4 separate regions of the Sus scrofa genome follow, and all the other regions are linked to region 2. A link is a contact called in public Hi-C and HiChIP or PLAC-seq data. All regions are on one chromosome and are shown on one strand. The core of a region is the stretch at or near the end of the contact, and the rest is flanking DNA. Distances in the headings are between cores, read along the strand shown.

Region 1 (2,700 bases), core at 126-2,625, 450 kb before region 2:
AAGATAGATGGAGCTCGGGGTCTTCAAATGACCCCCTGGAAGAAAGCTGTCTGTAGCCCAGCAGCACCTGTGTTAGACAATGTAAGGAAGAAACAGACTGATACTGTGGTAGGTCCCTGAAATTCTGGGGTTTATTTATTATAGAAGCTAGTGTTGATTACTCTAGTGGATTTAGAAATGGGCCCTTTGAGGTGGGGGATAATGTCAGAAGAACCTAAAATATGTTGCACTGATGCAGCAGTTGGGCAGTAGGTGGCACAGACATTGATACTGGAGTCTGGGAAGGCATAGGCCTGTGGAAGGGGTGGCACTGCATTTGGTAGATCTTTTGCTACTGACAATTTAAAAGGCAGGCCAAGTGTCTGACAAGCCTTTGTCTCTAAGGGGGAGATTGGTTATCACTTACTGCATTCAACAAAGTCTAGCAAGACAAAATATGCTCAGGCAAGAACTGGTTTGTGTGAGAGCAGAGATGAAAGGGACCAGATGGAGCCCAGAATTCTACTGCTTCACAGGACTGGAAGAGACTACTACTTCCTGGCTCCAACCAGTAGAAGATAACAACTGAAAAAAAGGCTTTGAGCAAGAGGTACATTTAAAACATCTCAATTTAATAGATACCATGCTAGCTTCTATAGAGGTTATAAAAAACCTAGGGGCTGTTCTCTACACTCAAAGAGGGTGTAGTTTATTGAAAAAGATAAAACACATGCAAATAACTGTAGTGGAATACAGTTAATGATGGAAGTATCTGTTGCTATAAATAATGGAGGAATTCCAACTTGCTGGAGGAGCCCAGAGAAGGGGTTCTCAAGGGGACTGGGGAGCTTGGACCTTGGTTACCCATCAAGCCAACAGACCCATGAATGAATGAACCTCAAATCATCTTTCAAACTCATCTTTCCCTTTTTGAAATACCAGAGTTCAGGTTTGGTCTATGGAGTTGCCGCTGATACCTGATGCACTGGGGGGGTCCCTCCGGCCAGCCTATGACTTCCCTGTCCATATTCTTCCCTGACTTCAAAAGGAGTTCAGGCTGACACCTGCTCAGGTTCCCTCCTTAGGGCCTCATTTCTGTAAAGGTGGGAGAGGACCCTGCTATCCTCATTCCTTCCTCACCTGCCCTGAGGGTATGAGATGCCCCAGACCTTAAAGCACTGTGTGTTTGCGGGGAGATTGCTTGTTTTTATTGTCTTTCTCCCTTTTTTCAAATAATCATCTTTGGGCAAAGAATAAGAACTTGCTACTTCTTAGTGTTTCCTGGCATGAGCCTAGTACCTTTTTAGCTTGTTTTTATTGCCTCTTTGGCTGCACAGAGCACTTATCTAAATATAGAATGGTACAACACTGTGGCCAGGATTGGCAGAAGATAACATTTTCCTTCCAATCAATTCCCTTGCATCTTTTAGTGAACACTAGGTACTGTTCTTTTCTCAGAGTGGCAAGAGTGGGCAGCAGGAAAGAAATGATATTGAGTTGTGGCTCTTTCCAAAGGAGAAGTCGAACACTGTAAGGCCTTCTGAGGCAGCGAGGCCAGGGTTGGTGCTCTGGGCTGGCTCTCCTGTGACCTTGGGTGAACCACACAGCAATGGTCGGCAGCCTTCTCCAGTCCTTTGGAGGCAGGGCAGTGCAGTGGAAGGGACACAGGCTTCAGCAGCCCCAGATTGGATCTCCTGCCTAGACCCCTATTGAAGAGTGACCTTGGGTAAATTCTTTAATCTCATCTTTAAAATGGGTGGTACTAATAAAACCTATCTCTTAGGCCTCTTGTGTAGGGGTTCAGTGAGATGAATATATGTAAATTATTCAGTAAATTTTTAAGAAATGGTAGCTATTATTTTTTTTGTAGGGTGGTGTTTTATAGCATTGGTGTTTCAAATGCAACCATGTTTTCAATTTTGTTTCTGGGATATTATAAAAATAAATTTATTTATTTATTTAGATATTAACAAAAAGCAGCTCTCAGAGTTCCTTGGTGCCCTAGCGGGTTAAGGATCCATTATTGTCACTGCTGTGGCTCGGTTTGACCCCTGGCCCGGGAACTTTCATATGCCACGGGCACAGCCAAACAAAAAACACAAAGCAGCTCTCGCCATATGAGTCAGATCCAGGTCTCTTACTATCTCCATTCACTTTGGAGAAAGGGTTTCATTGCTGGAGGTTGTTCTGTGTAGTGGTTAGAACAAGGGCCCTAGCCCAATTCTTGGGGGCTCAAATTCTGGTGCGTGATCATGAGCAAGTTGCTTAACTTCTCTGGGTCACAGTTCTTTACCTGCTATTCCAAAATGAAACATTTCATGAGCTTTATCCCACTTAGTATAAATCTTCCTATTTTTGATGCAGAAATTATGACTGAGTCTAGGGCACTCCTTAAGACCCTGAGGGGGGTTCTGTAATATACGGCACCTATGCCATGTTATCTTTCTTTCTTTCTTTCTTTTTTTTTTTTTTTTGTCTTTTTTGTCTTTTTGCCATTTCTTGGGCCGCTCCCACAGCATATGGAGGTTCCCAGGCTAGGGGTCCAATCGGAGCTGTAGCCGCCAGCCTACGCCAAAGCCACAGCAATGCAGGATCCGAGCCGCGTCTGCAACATATACCACAGCTCACGGCAATGCCACATCCTTAACCCACTGAGCCAGGCCAGGGATCGAACCTACAACCTCATGGTTCCTAGTCAGATTCATTAACCACTGAGCCATG
Region 2 (2,700 bases), core at 63-2,562:
TGTTTTGAAGTCTGAACTCTGAATGGCATCTTGGTCCCGTTCAAACGTTCGGTAATTACGGTTTTTTCCCCACATGTAGTACAAATAAGATACTTGATGAATTTACACATCAGACTCTTGAGAAAGGAAGTTCCCAGTGATCAGTGTTAGGTAGTTCTTGGTCAAGAAAATACACTTTTTGAAGTTCCCACTGTGGCACAGTAGGTTAAGAATCCGACTGCAGCTGCTCGGCTTGCGGTGACGGTGCAGGTTCAATCCCCAGCCTTGCACAGTGAGTTCAAGGATCCAGTGTTGTCAGTCCCTGGCCCAGGAACTTCCATATACCACAGTGTGGCCACAAAGAAAAAAAAAAAAAAAGGAATTCCCCTTGGGGCTCCGGGGTCACAAGTCTGACTAGTATCCATGAGATTCTGGGTTCCATCCCTGGCCTGGCCCAGTGGGTTAAGGATCTGGTGTTTCTGTGAGCTGTGGTGTAGGTCGCAGATGCGGCTTGGATTTTAGGTTGCTGTGGCTATGGCGTAGACCGGCAGCAACAGCTCCGATTCGACCCCTAGCCTGGGAACTTCCATATGCTCGAATGCAGCCCTAAAAAAAAAAAAGAAAAAGAAAGAAGGAAGGAAGGAAAGAAAATAAGAAAGAAAGAAAGAAAGAAAGAAAAAAAGAAAGAAAGAAAGAAAGAAAGAAAGAAAAAGAAAGAAAAAAAAAAAGAAAGAAAGAAAGAAAAGAAAAGAAAAGAAAAGAAAATATAGGTTTGTTTTTGTTTTTTTAAAGTAAGCGTTATGGTAGTCATTAGGGCTGTTTATAAATATTCCAGTTTTGTTCCTTCCAAGCACATAGTAGGGCTCTCCTTTCTCCAGTCTCTTGCATTTGGGTGTGTAGCCACCAGGGAACTCCCTCATTGTCACCTTCGAAGCTGAACGTGTTCTTCATGTGTATGGACCCAAATCTCCTAATTCTAGTTAAAGTGTTTACCTTTTCCAGTTTTCGGGTACTTTTTGAAATGCAGTGGTTGGAAAGTACACACACACAGAGTCTGTGTGTGGAAGGAAACCCATTGGGAGTTCACATGTAGTGCTTTTGTGTCTTTTCTCTGTGTAGTCCCCTCCGTCCCAGGAGCTACGACTCCGCCTCCACTGTTTTTCTCTAGGCTTCCAGCTTCCTGCATACATCTGGCCCCTGGGCTTTCTTTATAAGATAGAACTTCCTGCTATTGAGCCCAGAAAAAAGAAAATGAAATCCCTTCACATTCCCACTCAGACTAACTCTGGGCCCCTCCCAGGACTGCAGCTGCCCCAGTGCTCTCCGACTTTGTGGGACCACAGGCAAAGAAGTGACAGGAGGAAAGAAATTCCTCTCGCCAGCAGGGGGTAGGGTGCTTTCTTCAATTCCCTGGACTCGATCTGTTGCTTCCTTCACAGTTAAGGAGCTGAAGTTTGAGAGCATGTTGTAAAGAAGCCATCAGTTTATCTTGGTGTTCTGACTTTCCCTTTGGGGATCGGGAACAGCAGGAGAAATAAAGTCGGTCTGACTGCCTCCAACAGGAGAGAATCTAAGAAGAGAATGATGAGTTTACTCTAGACCCTGACAAGTGTGTTCTGTGCATAAAGAAGTAAAATTGTTCCAAGCTAAAGAAGTTCTTTGATTTGCTGTTTAAATAAACCTGTCACTACCTGACCGTGGTTTGCAAACATTTTTGAGAAATGGCTGCTTCTTTCCAACATGAGTTGAAAGCTCCTGAATATACAATTCAAGGGGTTGCTGCTCTGGGAGGGCCTGCTATTGAGCCCTGAGGCAGCTCTGCAAGACCCCAAGGCTCAGTTGGAAAACTGCCTTCAGGAAGGCTGAGAGAGGGAACTCTAAGCCCAAAAGTACCTTTTCTCTGAAATAAAAGTCCTCAAACTGTTTTGAGTTAAGAATCACCTTGGACTCTTGTTTAAAATGCAGATTCTGAAGTTCCCTGGTGCCTCAAAAAATGGGTTAAGGATCTGGCATTGTCACGGCTCTGGCTTGGGTTGCTGCTGTGTTGTGGGTTCAGACCCTGGCCCAGGAACTTCCACATGCCGTGGGCACAGCCAGAAAAAAAGTATATGTATTTATGTAAAATTTCAAAATGAAATTAAAGTGCAGATTCCTGGGCACAGTCGCAGAGATGCACACTCTGGAGGTGTTGTGTGGGGCCTGGGAATCTGTATTTTAACAAGCATTCTAGATGATTCCGATACCAGTACGGATGGATCATAAAAACACAGCTCTACAAACTGCCTACCAAGGGCCCTTTTAAATGGCTTCATCTTATTCCCACTTGGTCCCAGTTTATTTTAGGTACGAAGTTTATGAGTGTCAAATGCCATTTAAATAGCTTTTTCTTGCCAAGGGAAATAATGTCTTAGCTACCTCTTCCGTCATCTTCCAGTGTAATTCTCTGTTCCTGTTCCCAGAGCACCCCGGACGCGGCATGGCTCTCAGCCCTCTCTGTTGGCTCTGCTCTATCAGAGGCTCCCATTAGCCTCATCGTTCCTCCAGCCTGTCTTGGTTTTGTTTGTTTTCTTTTTTCTCTTTTTTAAAGGCAGATGTCTTTACTCTTCTCCTTCCTCGGCAAACCAACCCAAAGTAGAAATTACATGGTGTTTATAAGCAAATGTAAAACTGACTTTTTGATGCAAATACAGCTGACTAGGAGGCTTACAAATGCTCCCATGT
Region 3 (2,700 bases), core at 115-2,614, 480 kb before region 2:
AAACTTTAGAATCAGTTTGTCAGTATCTACAAAATAGCTTGCTAGGGTTTTGTTTGGGATTGTGCTTAATTTATAGATCACAATAAGAAGAATTGGCATCTTAACAATATTTGAACCTTCCAATCCATGATTATGGACTGTTTCTCCATTTATTCAGATCGTCTATGATTTCTGTCATCAGAGTTTTACAGTTTTCCTTATATAGATCCTGTACATATATTTTTTTAGGTTTATACCTAAGCATTTCACTTTTTTGATGCCAATGTAAATGTTGTGTTTTTTATTTGAAATTCCAGTTGTTCAGTGCTGGTGTACAGGAAAGCAATTGATCTTGACACATTAACCTTGCTATAATCTCTTATTAGTTTTAGTCCACCCAGTTCTCAGACTGCCAAATTAATTTGTTAACAAAATCTGTCAGTTCTCCCTTAAAAGTATATCCAAAATCTGACCTTTTCTCGCCACTTCTGCTATACTGCATCATTCTGGTGTAAGCTACTGTCATCTCACCTCTTGTACTAATGCAACCTATGAAGTGGCCCTCCTTTATAACACTTACTGCATTTATTGCTACTCAGTATATTGTATAGTGGGCTTTTTTGTTTGTTTGTTTGTTTACTCTCTTTCCTCCCCACATCCCCTATGGAAGCAGGAGCTTTGTTGTGTTCGTTCTTTTTCCCAGTGCCTTGCCTGGTGCCTTGTGTTTGGTGTTAAATAGGTATTTGTTGGATGAATGAATGATTCTCTTAAACTCTTCAGTTCCTGCAGCAGAGACTTGCTGAATAATATCTTAAAGAACACAAAGATGTGCTGCAAGCAGCCTTTCAAGAGTTTCTAAGAAATTAGAATGTCTTCAGAATTCATCTGCTTGCAAGGTTTATCACTGCTTATTACCACACTTTACCCTGTAACTATAACTGTATACCTCCCAGGATAGAGAACAGTCAGAAGTCTGAAGAGCCACTCTGCCAGTGCTATAAATAGTTTCCTTACCTTTTAGTTAAATTCTTTTTCACCCATATCTTCCTCCCCTGCCAGTACCACCACTCCCTTCACCATTCAACCCTTCTTTTTCCTTTGTGCCTTAGGAGAAGGGCTTATATTAATGGTGGAGTAAAGAGTTATTAGAAACAATTTAGTTCCTTCTTTAGAACATTTTAAAAGATGTTCTTAGTTATGAGACTTAAGTCTGAAATGTTACATGTTTTTTGAAGGATACTCCATTTTCCTATCATCAAAAAATATTTCCTCTCTCCAGAATTATGTTCTTTATTACAAATTAATGGCTATTATTTTATATGAGGCCTGAAGTCTAATAATAACTAGGAAAATGATTCCTGTCATTTGGCTTCCCTGCATATCAGGATGTGTGTCCTCAGACTACCTCTGTTGGAAATCTGTTACTGTTAAAACTCCCAGTTCTGGCAGCTTCCTTCAACTGGCATAGCATTTTTTTTTTCTTACCCTCAAAAACAAACAAACAAAAAAACCCTTACAGTTTATTTTCGCAGAATGGCTTCCCACCAGGGTGAATAGCCACACAGGCACCTAATTGTTCAATAACCCCCTGGGACTTCAGCTGCCTTGATTTTTTCCTAGGAAGGCATTGGCATGATTCAAAAGGAGGTGGTCTATTACTCTTGAAACTTTGTTCAGGATCGAGCCTGTGAGTGGATAAGGCTCCTTGGGCACAAGTTTAATTTGCATTGTGTTCCGCAGTTGCATTATGGTGTGTTGTTTAAATAAATCATAATGAGGCAGATCGGGGAGTTAATGTCTTTTGTTGATGCAGCTGCAGCATTTATCAGTTTGGCCACATTAAAAATGACAGAAGGAGATATTGCTTTGTGTGAGTTGAAATTAATAATAATTTTAACCTATGATGCATTCTAGTTTGACAACATTTGAAATTAAATTTAATGTTGTCTTCAAATTTCTTGTCCTCTGTGCGTATCTCCAGAGGTTACTTAGTCTCTGTTGTAGGGTTGTTACAAAAACACAAATGCTAAGGCTTATGGAAAGTATTTAAGTACCTTGGAGGAAGGGCAGTAGCCAAATAACGTTAGCTTTGTTAAAATTTGGAATCACTTTGTTTTCAGAATGCTAAGCTCCTCTCTTAACAGTTATAAGAAAGAAAAACCTGTTGTAGACATCAAATTCTGTTACTCTTTTTTTTTTTTTTTGTCTTTTGTCTTTTTGTTGTTGTTGTTGTTGTTGCTATTTCTTGGGCCACTCCCGCGGCATATGGAGATTCCCAGGCTAGGGGTTGAATTGGAGCTGTAGCCACCCGCCTACGCCAGAGCCACAGCAACACGGGATCCGAGCTGCGTCTGCAACCTACACCACAGCTCACGGCAATGCCGGATCGTTAACCCACTGAGCAAGGGCAGGGACCGAACCCGCAACCTCCTGGTTCCTAGTTGGATTCGTTAACCACTGCGCCACGACGGGAACTCCAAATTCTGTTACTCTTGATTAACAACTGTGATTATTACTGATTTATCTCTTTCTTTAGGTGGGACTTTTCTCTTGAAATATATTGAACTCAAAAACCTGAAATTCTTCTTATTAATATATAGGTTATCTTTTACATATGTGGATTTCTATCAAATATAAACTGTAGAAGGCTTTATCCAAATTATTAGATTTGTGTGATGAAACATCTCTATTTTTCCAAAGAACTGAGCTTTTAAAAAAATA
Region 4 (2,700 bases), core at 70-2,569, 340 kb before region 2:
CATGTGTTCCAGCTGCAGGACAAGAAGAAAGGGTGGTGACAGCCAGCCGGTCAGCTACTTTATCAGTCTTGTCCCATCTTAAGGATTCCCCCAAAGGTTCATGATGGACCACCGAACCCTACTTGTAGAAGTAGACACTGGGATGCATCAGAGAATATCAGGCTCTACCCATTTTAAATTTAAGTGGGCTTTGATTAGCCTGCAGGGAATTTCCATGGAAACTGGCAAGCTCACTTTGCCACAGCACAAGGGTATGACATCAGGTAGGCGGGAGGACTGGAAAATCCCTGTCCTTTCCAGAGTCAGTGGGTGTCACCTCACTTTGAAGTCATCCCTGGCTCCTTCAGGCAGATCCCAGGAGCTCCCATTTCCATTAGAGTGTTTCTAATATGTAATTGTCCGGGTGCATATCAAATCCTACCGGCATGGGGGAGACTCTGGTACTTTATCTGTTTCCCCCAGAGTATAGCTCAGTTCCTGGTATAGAAAGCGCTTCATAAAAACGTGTTAGTTTTTTACAGTGATATCTTAGAACGCTGGCTTCTTCGTCTGTGAAGTGGCGTCATAATAACTACGCAAATGACTGTTCTCAGGATTAAATGTCAGAATAGAAAAAGTACTTAGGGCAGTGGCCAGTACTTAAATAACATGTATTTCATCCCCACCCCCCACTTTTTTTGGTATTGGAAAATTATTTCTGGTTCTGATAGATAACAAGCAAAAAGTGTTTTTTAAAATAGCAAATAAACCAGAATATTGCACACTTGAAGTGGTTGTGTGCCAGTGTTACTGGACTTCTAGAATAGGTCAGCAATGGTATCCCACCTAGCATGTGGAGGTTATATCAGCTCCAGCCCAAATTCCTGGGCATTCAGACCTTCTCCTCTTCATGCTTCGTAAATAAGGGAGATTTCTGCAATGTTCAGACTTGATTCTATTTCAGACATCCATGAAATAAACTTGGAGAATGGGTAAGCCATTATCATCAGTAATGATAAAAATGACTACTGGGAGGTGGCCCTGTTTGTTCACTGGTCCTCAAAATTTCACCTGTGTTGTCCCAGAATAGCTCCATGTCCTCCCTGTAAATGCCCCTAAAGGGATCGCCTTCTTTGCTTTACTTCTACAAAAGAGTTCCGATAGGGGTGATTTGTAAAGGAGATCTGTGTAGGCTGCCCTGGAGTGAGATGCTGGCTTTGCAGGGCCATCCTGAGACTGTTTGGCAGGGACATAGAATCGTCCGCTTCCAACCAGGGTCAGGTTTCCACATTCCTGGCAGCTCTGAATTTTACCTCTTCCAGAGGGACTTACATCACTGCGTGCCCTGCAGCTCCGTCCTTTCTGCTGTCCTCTGACTGCTATCCCAGGCACTGGACCCATGAGAAGCAGAGTGGAGGCTGAGAAGAGGAGCAGGTGAATGTTACCCGCACCCAGTTGCCCCTTGAAAGCATGTCAGAGGCCGATTTCCTCTTGCTCTGTTGTGAGCCCAGTACCTGGCAACGGATCTGGCTTTCCAGCCCAAGCCCAATGCCACCTGGGCCAACATCCCTGGGTTCCCAGTTTTTCCATGGTCTCATCTCTCAACCACGTGAAATCTGTGTTGTCCTGGAGTCAGTGAGCAACTATCTTCTCTTTCTCCTGTGTTTGATTCCAGCTGAACTCCTGACTTCTGCTAGTGCATCCTCATTATTGGCATTGTCGCCTTGAAGGGCAGAAATTCCCCTACTCCTGCTCTGTTGCCCCAGCTGCCCTCTGCTGGCCATTGATGGGTATTGTGGTCAACCCTTTGTCACCCCGGGCATGGCACAGGAACTCTTTCTTTGCTCTTAACTAATTCTCAGGCTTTCTTTTCCTTCTTTTAAAAAAATGTGGTTGTACACTCTCAGAATTTTTCAAGCAACACTGAAACCCCCCACTTCTCCGTGCTCCCAGTGACCTGTCTCCTGGTTCCGCCATAAAGCATCTCGCACAGCACCAGGCACTGGCCAGGGCCTTGATTGAGTTGATCGTTGGTGATGTTGCCGAAATGGACATGCAGCACTGCTTGGGGTTTGGGGGAACTTGACAAACTGGAGGGCTTTGTGTTAGAGCAGGGTTTCTCAAACTTGGCACCACCGACATTTGGGGCCAGATGCTTCTGTGTTGTATGGGTCTCTCCTGTGCATTGCAGGACGTTTAGCAGCACTGCTGGCCTCCACCTTCCAGATGCCAGTAGCTCCTGTCCCAAGTTGGTTGTCCTCGCAGACAACCAAAAATGTCTTCTCCAGACACTGTCAAATGTCCTCTGGGGGGCAAAATATGGTTGAGGACCACTGCATTCGGATGTTGATACAATAGGCCCGCCTTCCTCAGAAGGACTTTCAATGCTTCAAGGGCAGTCTGTGCTCTGGGGCCATTCGGTGCTTTGAAGGACACCCTAGTTTCCTTTGGAGATGGATACTCGGCAGCTGCATGTGCTGGGGAGGGGGTCTCATGGACAGCGTCTCTCCTAAGGGCTTTCCATGAATCCTCCGGCTTCCTGCCGCCTGTCCTACGCTAGCACTCAGCTCCATCAGGCCCAAGCTCTACCTTCCGAGCCTTCCTGAGCCTCATCACTCAGGTGTCTCCTCCCTCCCCTTCCCTCCCTCACCAGCCACCCCTCGAGCTCTGGGCAGCTGCAGCCTCCTCTTGCCCAGGACCTCCATCCACTTTCCCCCTCCC

Evidence for each region. Hi-C and Micro-C count contacts between places; a contact is called where the count stands out from the background. HiChIP or PLAC-seq counts read pairs in DNA pulled down with a chosen protein or histone mark.
Region 1: an H3K27ac HiChIP or PLAC-seq map of skeletal muscle shows a contact between it and region 2. The contact joins two enhancer-like sites. A contact is called at or near these places in 6 of 47 Hi-C or Micro-C datasets (alveolar macrophages, brain, fetal heart ventricle and 2 more) and 1 of 2 datasets of contacts at active chromatin or transcription factors (skeletal muscle).
Region 3: an H3K27ac HiChIP or PLAC-seq map of skeletal muscle shows a contact between it and region 2. The contact joins two enhancer-like sites. A contact is called at or near these places in 6 of 47 Hi-C or Micro-C datasets (epiblast stem cells, mesenteric adipose tissue, omental adipose tissue and 1 more) and 1 of 2 datasets of contacts at active chromatin or transcription factors (skeletal muscle).
Region 4: a Hi-C map of skeletal muscle shows a contact between it and region 2, with 2.1 times the contacts expected there. The contact joins two enhancer-like sites. A contact is called at or near these places in 2 of 47 Hi-C or Micro-C datasets (embryonic fibroblasts and skeletal muscle) and 1 of 2 datasets of contacts at active chromatin or transcription factors (skeletal muscle).

The regions. Positions count from the first base shown.
Region 1 is chr9:125,355,601-125,358,300 of Sscrofa11.1, forward strand. The region is part of intron 7 of TSEN15 (tRNA-splicing endonuclease subunit Sen15); the gene reads left to right. Among named protein-coding and RNA genes, the nearest start is that of TSEN15, 56 kb to the left of the region's middle. Within about 2 kb of position 1,376, at least 4 of the 83 cell types and tissues checked have an H3K27ac peak or open chromatin away from gene starts, as enhancers often do. A contact at or near this core is called in skeletal muscle, where this site is marked.
Region 2 is chr9:125,804,264-125,806,963 of Sscrofa11.1, forward strand. The region is part of intron 3 of C9H1orf21; the gene reads left to right. Among named protein-coding and RNA genes, the nearest start is that of EDEM3, 180 kb to the right of the region's middle. Within about 2 kb of position 1,313, at least 13 of the 83 cell types and tissues checked have an H3K27ac peak or open chromatin away from gene starts, as enhancers often do. A contact at or near this core is called in skeletal muscle, where this site is marked.
Region 3 is chr9:125,322,542-125,325,241 of Sscrofa11.1, forward strand. The region is part of intron 4 of TSEN15 (tRNA-splicing endonuclease subunit Sen15); the gene reads left to right. Among named protein-coding and RNA genes, the nearest start is that of TSEN15, 23 kb to the left of the region's middle. Within about 2 kb of position 1,365, at least 2 of the 83 cell types and tissues checked have an H3K27ac peak or open chromatin away from gene starts, as enhancers often do. A contact at or near this core is called in skeletal muscle, where this site is marked.
Region 4 is chr9:125,467,347-125,470,046 of Sscrofa11.1, forward strand. The region is part of intron 1 of LOC110255527 (a long non-coding RNA gene); the gene reads right to left. Among named protein-coding and RNA genes, the nearest start is that of C9H1orf21, 140 kb to the right of the region's middle. Within about 2 kb of position 1,320, at least 1 of the 83 cell types and tissues checked has an H3K27ac peak or open chromatin away from gene starts, as enhancers often do. A contact at or near this core is called in skeletal muscle, where this site is marked.